Linked DNA regions of Mus musculus: region 2 is linked to region 1. The links are chromatin contacts, called in public Hi-C maps. All regions are on one chromosome and are shown on one strand. The core of a region is the stretch at or near the end of the contact, and the rest is flanking DNA. Distances in the headings are between cores, read along the strand shown. Region 1 has its middle 21 kb from the start of Gm30044. Region 2 holds the start of Sv2a (synaptic vesicle glycoprotein 2 a).

Region 1 (3,754 bases), core at 630-3,129:
AACAACAACAACAACAACAACAACATCCCAAACAAACCAACCCAAAAAGCCCCAAACAAATCACAAAACAACAACAACCTCCTCCCACAAAACAATAACAAAAGCTTCCCTTTAAATTGTGTATGTATGTGTGCATGCACCCGCAAGTACCCACAGAGGCCAGAAGATGGTGCTGGATCCCCCTACAGCTAAAGCTACAGGCAGTTGTGACCTGCTTGAGGTGGGTTCTGGGAAAGAAACTCAGATGCTCTGGAATTATAGCATGTACTCCTAACCTCTGAGACACTTCTCCAGCCCTTCTTATTAAAAGCATTGTACTGACTAGTTTTGTGTCAACTTGACACAGCTGGAGTTACCACAGAGAAAGGAGCTTCAGTTGGGGAAATGCCTCCATGAGATCCAACTGTAAGGCATTTTCTCAATTAGTGATCAAGGGGGAGGTCCCCTTGTGGGTGGTGCCATCTCTGGACTGGCAGTCTTGGGTTCTATAAGAGAGCAGGCTGAGCAAGCCAGGAGAGGCAAGCCAGTAAAGAACATCCCTCCATGGCCTCTGCATCAGCTCCTGCTTCCTGACCTGCTTGAGTTCCAGTCCTGACTTCCTTTGGTGATGAACAGCAGCATGGAAGTATAAGCCGAATAAACCCTTTCCTCCCCAACTTGCTTCTTGGTCATGATGTTTGTGCAGGAATAGAGACCCTGAATAAGACAAGCATAAACGCTATATTTGATTTTGAGACATCAGAAGGCCAGGCAACAAGAGTGCCTGCTGTTATCGCTATTGGCCAGCAGTTCTGTGGAGGCTGCTCGAAGGAGACAAAGCAGAGACCATTTCAGTCACAGGAAGAGAAGGGTGTTATTACAACTGTCAGCTATGGATGTCAATGACTGTCCCATTTTTTTATAGTTAGCAATTTTTCTGCATTTTAATCTTTCATATCTCCATGATGATGATGATGATAAAACCAACAGTATGTTGAGGCCAGAATCTTCATGGTAAGGTATCCTGTGTTGAAACAGAGATTCATGGGGGCTTGAGAGCTAGCTCAGCAGTCAAGAGCACTGACTCATCTAGAGGACCTGGTTTGGTTCCTAGCATTCACATGGTGGCAATCAACCACCTCTAATTCCAGGTCCCCTCCCCTGACACCCTGCTCAGGCCTCTCTAGGTACCAAGCAATGTGAGGCACACATGTCCTTGCAGACAAAAACACTCTTCCATGTGCTCAAAAAAAAAAAAAATCTAAAAGCAAAAAAACAAAAACAAAAAAAGATGTAACCTACAGGAGGAGGCTCACAGAGACATGTGCTGATGAGCACTCTCAAGATGGGGTGTCAAACTGTTTTTTTCTCTTTTCTAAAGACTGATAGTTCAATGCTAGAGGACACTAAGTGTTCCAAATGTCCTTACTTTGCTGGGGTATCCATGACCCCCATCCTGTACTCGCCCTCTGCCCCTTAGTCGGATTCAAGTGCTTACTGTCTTCTTACACTTAGCTTATGTTGTTCATCAGAAAGTCTTTAAGTACTAGATGGCTATTAAGAGGGTGATGTATGAAGAAAGCTGCTTAAATTAATCATGCAATGAATTTCAGTGCTGCAAAGTGCGCTGACATCTTAAAAATCCATTATTAATTATAAAATTAAAAACTGCAACATCCAAAGTATGTTATTTTGGATAAACCAAGGCCTGCTAATATATTTATACTTTACCAGCACAACAACGCAAAAAGCAACTAAAAACTCAAGCACTTCTATTTTAGCGCTGGAAGAGAGATTTCTAGATTATTCTGCCAGAGTCTTATCTGCCAACCACCAGAGAGGAATGAGCTTGCTTCAAATGGGTTTGCAGAAATGACTTCCTTTTTAAAAGTAGCTCTGTCAGCTGGGAGCAACAGCAGAAAAAGGACAAACTTGCTGAATGAGGCTGTGCTGGAGTTGGCCAGAGGGCCCGTCACGGCTCTGTCATTGGCATTCCTGCTGCAGCCAGAGAAGCCTAAGCAAGCGGAAAATCTATAGTACTTTCATCTACATCTAGCTGAAAGTGCTTACGGGAGCGATTTTAAGTTCTGAGAGCGATAGGGTGCTGGTTCCGACCTCGGGAGAACACAATGGGTCCTGGGTCCTTTGTTTTTTGCACATTCTCTGGTGAGCGCTGTTGTCCTGGCCTAAGCTATGAATTGGTTACAGTGCCTTTTCGCTGTAGCCACACCCTTGTTAGGGCCATTCTATATGGATGCCTTTACAACAAACTAAAAGTGCTAAGCAAGGCACTGGAGGGAGGGCTCAGCTGTTAAACTTAAAACTTTGCTGCTCTCACAGAGGGCCCAGGTTTGGGTCTCCACCCACATAGCTGCTCACAACCATCTACGTCAGTACCAAGCGATCCAATGCCTTCTCCTGGGCTCCATGAGCACCGGGCACACATGTTATGCACATACATACAGGCAGACAAAATACTCAAAAAACCAAAGCATTAAATAAAAGTGCTAAACAAAAGAGAATTATTAGAGGTACCTAGATATGTGCTTTAATTTTAATTTGGGCTTGAATTTTGACTTTTATGTTTATTGTTATATACCTTCACACAATATTTTCCTCTTCCTCCCTTTTCTCTTTCCCTCCCTCCTTCCCTCCCTCCCTCCCTTCTTTTCTTTCATAGGGTCTCACTATTTTTCTTGGGCCACCCTCAAATTCACAATCACCCTGTTCCCGCCTCCTCAGGTATGGTTACAGTCATGCACTACCCACCATATCTGATGTTACGCGAATTTCTTGAACCCATCCGACCCTCAGTTCTGTTCAGTACAATACTGAATAATGCTGATCTTGTGAGGGTCACCGTGACAAGCAAAAGGTGACACCTAAAAGCAGTTAGACTCATGCTAACTCTGGGTTTTAATGACAGAGGTTAGCAGAGACCAAAAATATTCTGTCTCTTACTCTAATTACATACCACTAACAGTATCTTTGAAGCATAGGGAAACTTCAATAATCGTGGATGTCACTGAAGATCAGGGTTAAGATTCTGGGCTGGAGAAATAACTCCGTGGTTAAGAGCACTGGCTGCTCTTGCAGAAATCCTGGGTTCAGTTTTGGGTACTCACATGTCAACTTAAAACCAACTGTAACTCCAGTTTCAGGGGATTTAATCCCCTTTTCTGGACTCCTTGCTGCACCACACATACAGCATGTGATGTACAGACACACATGCAGGCAAGACACCCATACATAAAAAGACTTCTTCTGGAGCCACCAGCGGCCGCGGGTTCCTGGGTTCCTGAACGGAAAGCTCGGGCTGTGTGGGTAGACAGCAAGAGAAGAATGAGACCAAGACAAAGTTTCTGATTAACGACCAATGTTTACTATGAGCCTGAGCTTATAAAGGGGTGGGAACCCATCCCCCACTTTGCCAGGATCTCATCAGGAAAACAAGTTCAGCCTCTCAGCAGGTAGTGGAGTCTTGGAGGAAGCAGCAGATGTGGCAGGACAATGGACTTTACCCTGATAGGAAGATTCCACCCTAGGTGGGCTAGCGGCTGTGACGAACACAAGGTCTGAATCAGCCTCTCAAGGCTGGGTGGATGGGCACATTCTTCCATGCGTGAGAATGAGTTAGACCACTTAAATGTCTAACAATAGAGGCCGGCTAAGAATAAGGGCTGGGGGTGGTAGAGCTGGAGAGGTGGCTCAGCAGTAATGCAGGTATCAGTCTTTCAAAGGACCAGTGTTCAGTTCCCAGCACCCACACTAAGTG
Region 2 (3,754 bases), core at 687-3,186, 98 kb after region 1:
GAATCCTCTTTGTACTTTTCATTTTGATACAGGGTCTAAGATGCCCTTAAACTCATTCTGCAGCCCAGACAAGCATGGAACTTGTCTCAGCCTCCTGCTAGCTGGGACCACAGGCTTATGCTGCCCTTGGCTGATGGGTGATAGATTTCTGCAAAGCTAGGAAATAGTGCAGAGTGTGCAGAAGCACCTGAAAGAGAAGACACAGCTTCCCTCCAGCAAGGCCTGGCTAAACCTAAAATGGGGAATAATGTGTTTAAAAGATGTATTAAACCTTAAGAGGGTTCATCAATGAAAGTCTAGTAAAGGGCTAGTCCCTGGGGCCCATGTGGGCAGAGCTGTTCCAAGTACCATCCTGGAAAGAGTGCTCCAGCCAGCAGACTAAGAGTACTCCTAGAGCATTGGCAAAGCTTCCCCGCTCGTAGAGGTGGGGCAGAGAGTTGTTGCCAGGAGAGTTTTTGGAATCATTGGCCTCCTACTGGGGATGGCCAGATGCCATTAAAGATACAAGTTCTCTCATTCCGTTATGTCATTGGGTGACTTACACTGACATGGTCCTGACTTGGCTTAAGGGGGAGAGTGTACCGGACACAAAAATCTTCAGTCTAGGTGAGAGGTAACTTTTTAGGATAAATTAGTATCTATTATGACTTTCAGTTAATTGTGAACCTTACTGACCCATACATTTCCAAAATCCAGCATTGGGTCCTCCAAAACTTAGGCTCATATCCCTAGCATAGTAAATTCAGATGTCAAATGGCATCTGGGAAATCTCTGAGCACACAGGCTGCCAGCCTTCTGTATTCAGTATCTCCCAGCATCCTAGACCCACACTTAACCGAGCAGTCTCATGGTATTACAGCTAAAAAAGACGCCTCATCCAAAACACTCCATTTTCTAGACAAGAAGCCTGTTGGTTCACAGAGGCAGGGGACTTGGTCAAAACCAACGGTGGAAATCTGGGCTGTGCTTTGGTCAGTGCTTGTTCCAGACAATCCCAAGGTTTTATCTGGAGTAGACTGGTTCAGGTTGTACATCCTTGAAGTGCCTCTGGATCTGTCAGTCCAGGTTACCTGACAATAAAACAGAAAAGATTCAAGAAAAGGAGAACCCAAGCCAGTGTACGTACACACACACAAGAGGAGGTTGTTAATTGATAGGATGTATGTATGTATGTATGTATGTATGTATGTATGTATGTATGTATGTATTTTTGAGTCACTGGAGAGTGTGGTTAGAAAGGGAACTGTCCAGTTGATCAGACAAACTCCTCTAGCACCGCCTCTGCTACCAGCAATTGAATAGAAATGGGGAGGGGGAGGTCCTTGTACATAAACAGTCTGGACTGTTTTTGGAGGAGACAGATGACAGGGGCCCAGTTGTCACTGACTCTGACTATTGAGTACAGAAACCACACCTTGTTATCTCTGAGTCCTCTCACATAGCAAGGTGAACCTGGAGTCCAAGCTGTGGGTTTAGGAGAGGGTTTTTAATTCCAGGGAGCAGTGTGGAAGGGGAGGGAGCTGTTTTTAACGCAGCAAGAACTGCTGGGACTCCTGGGTTCTCTCATCCTAGCTTGGGTGCAAAGGAAGGGGCTACCTCATTCATCACCTGTCTATTTCCTCCACTTACTCCCCTAACCACTGCTAGTGTCTTTAATTCCTGGCATCTTTTGCTAGGGAGGAAGGGGCTGAGAAAGACTGTCATTTCCAGCTGTCACCCTGACAGTCCCCTCCAGTTCCTTCATCTTTTCTTCCTGTGTCCTAAGTCCCCCCCCCCCCCCCCCCGCCCCATCATCTTTTCTTTCGCCACCCCCACCCCCCACAATGGTCTCTCCCGCTGCTCACTGGCGCGGGGGAGGGAGGGTCGGAGGCGGGGCCGGAGCGCGTGCGGGGGGCAGGTCTGCAGTGCCGCTTCCCCTGGTACCGGGAGGAGCAGTCGCCGCTGCCGCCTCAGCCCTGTGGCTGGACCCCCTCCCTCACCCGGGGACTCCCTGACCCGGGGAACCAAGCTCAGGTGAGACCCCTCTCCTCTCACCTCTACCCCGCCCCGGGCAGAAGCATCCTCGTCTAGCCTTGCAGCCATTTTATCTCTGATGCTTTGCTTATGGGGAGGGTGACTGTCCCCGCTGTAGGGGTGAGGGTGGTGGTGGGGGTGATGGTGGTTTGGGGAATGGGCCATTTATTTCAATTGCTTTGAGAATATACTTGAATAAATAAATATATATGTGCAATACACATATATGTATTTGTATGTATATACACACATACATACATATGCGAGGATTTTTTTTCTACCTTAGCTTAAAGTCCCCATTACATAAACCTGGTGAGGGGCTGTTAGGTAAGCTGAGGTTCCCTCAAACTCCATCCTCTCCTCACCTTGATGTACGTCCCTCCCCAACCCCCCTCTCCCCCCCCCCCACCCATGGTAAATGACCTTGGCTGGGGCCATAGAATGAGTACAGCCGCTCTTGCCTGGACTTGGGTGGGTTAGGGGGTAGAGGAATCGGCTTGGTGAAGGATAGAAGGAATGAAACACTGGGCAGACAGACATGGGAAGCAACCAGGTGTTGGGGCTTGGCACTAGAGGCGCTTACTGAGGGGGTCAGGAGAGGGGCGCAGAAGGATGGTGGGAACCTGTCCAGCAGCAGGACCAGGGGTGGGAGCAGCCATGTAATCAGTTCCAGGGCCTCATGCCTGGTACCAGAGCTGAGGCTAGGTGGGGGTTGGGGGTCTCCGCAATCCTGGCAGAGGCGGTCCCTAAGCCTATGCATGTGAAACATTTTCTCTACATCCCTGGCCTCTCCGTGAGCATTTCTCCGTGAGCATTTCTCCGTGTACATTCTCAGCTGACACCTCCCCACCCCCCCAAACTGGATGCTCCCATCTTCCAAACCCAGGGGTAGATTGTAGGGGTGAGGCTCAGTCTTGTCAGTCTTGCGGAGGGGTAAGAGGGTCAGTTATCAAGCTGTGATGTGGGGGTGGGGGGCACTCTGGAATCTTCTCTGCCCCTTGTCCTTTTCAGTGGGAATCTTCTGATCAATGACTGCTTCTTCATGACCTTGTCACTTCTTAATGACCTGGCATGGGATGGGATGGAAACCTGGGTGGCCTCCAAAGCAGGGGCTTTGATTAGGGGGCCCGTCTGGACCTGAGCAGTTTACTTGAAAGGTTTGCTTACGAAGCCCTTTCCACATGCCCTTTCCACCTTCTGCAGAAAATTATGGACATGTTTCTTCCGGTCAGGTGAAGCCAGTCAGCCTTAAAGGACTTGGTAAATCCCAGTCTGGTCTCCTTTAACTCCACCTCTCCCAGTGCTGTCTCTCTTCCTCAGGCTCAGCCACTCTTGTGCTGCTCTGCAGGCTAAATATAGCACGACTTCCTCACCAGCTCAAAGAATTTGTCTTCTTTCTCTCCCTCCTGGGCTTGGTGGCCCTGGGGGGGCACTGGCTGTTGAGCCACTGTGTGCTGTTGTGGCTGGGGAGCCTTTCCTACCCCCACAGCTGAGGGGAAACAATGTCAACAGGCATGGGAAACAGCTCCTGGTGGGTCCAAATCTTCCTTCAGGGTTTGAAGAGGGATCATGGTTGGGAAAGAGAGCCGAGGTACACAAATTGCCTTGGCGCTGGGGATGCTATTCCCTGAACCATGAAGAAAAGGTGACATCGAGGCCACTGTTCCTGGTCACTGTTGTCCACTGCTTACATCTTTCCTTGCCAGTGTATCTTTCTGAATGACAAGGCATTATTTACCCT

Evidence for each region. Hi-C and Micro-C count contacts between places; a contact is called where the count stands out from the background.
Region 2: a contact with region 1 is called in a Hi-C map of bone marrow-derived macrophages, with 63 read pairs. The contact joins the promoter of Sv2a here to the enhancer-like site in region 1. A contact is called at or near these places in 14 of 39 promoter capture datasets (the C10 cell line, the HPC-7 cell line, the SN4741 cell line and 10 more), 3 of 15 datasets of contacts at CTCF or cohesin (CD8 T cells, the NIH/3T3 cell line and large pre-B cells), 4 of 484 Hi-C or Micro-C datasets (B cells, bone marrow-derived macrophages, embryonic stem cells and 1 more), 37 of 115 datasets of contacts at active chromatin or transcription factors (the 230-238 cell line, CD8 T cells, DN3 thymocytes and 22 more) and 5 of 9 other capture datasets (adipose tissue, bone marrow-derived macrophages, embryonic stem cells and 2 more).

The regions. Positions count from the first base shown.
Region 1 is chr3:96,081,037-96,084,790 of GRCm38.p6, forward strand. No RefSeq gene overlaps it. Among named protein-coding and RNA genes, the nearest start is that of Gm30044, 21 kb to the right of the region's middle. Within about 2 kb of position 1,880, at least 17 of the 459 cell types and tissues checked have an H3K27ac peak or open chromatin away from gene starts, as enhancers often do. A contact at or near this core is called in the HPC-7 cell line, bone marrow-derived macrophages, embryonic stem cells and 1 more, where this site is marked.
Region 2 is chr3:96,179,291-96,183,044 of GRCm38.p6, forward strand. It overlaps Sv2a (synaptic vesicle glycoprotein 2 a), which reads left to right and starts at 1,937. Exons shown (of 13, transcript NM_022030.3): 1 at 1,937-2,013.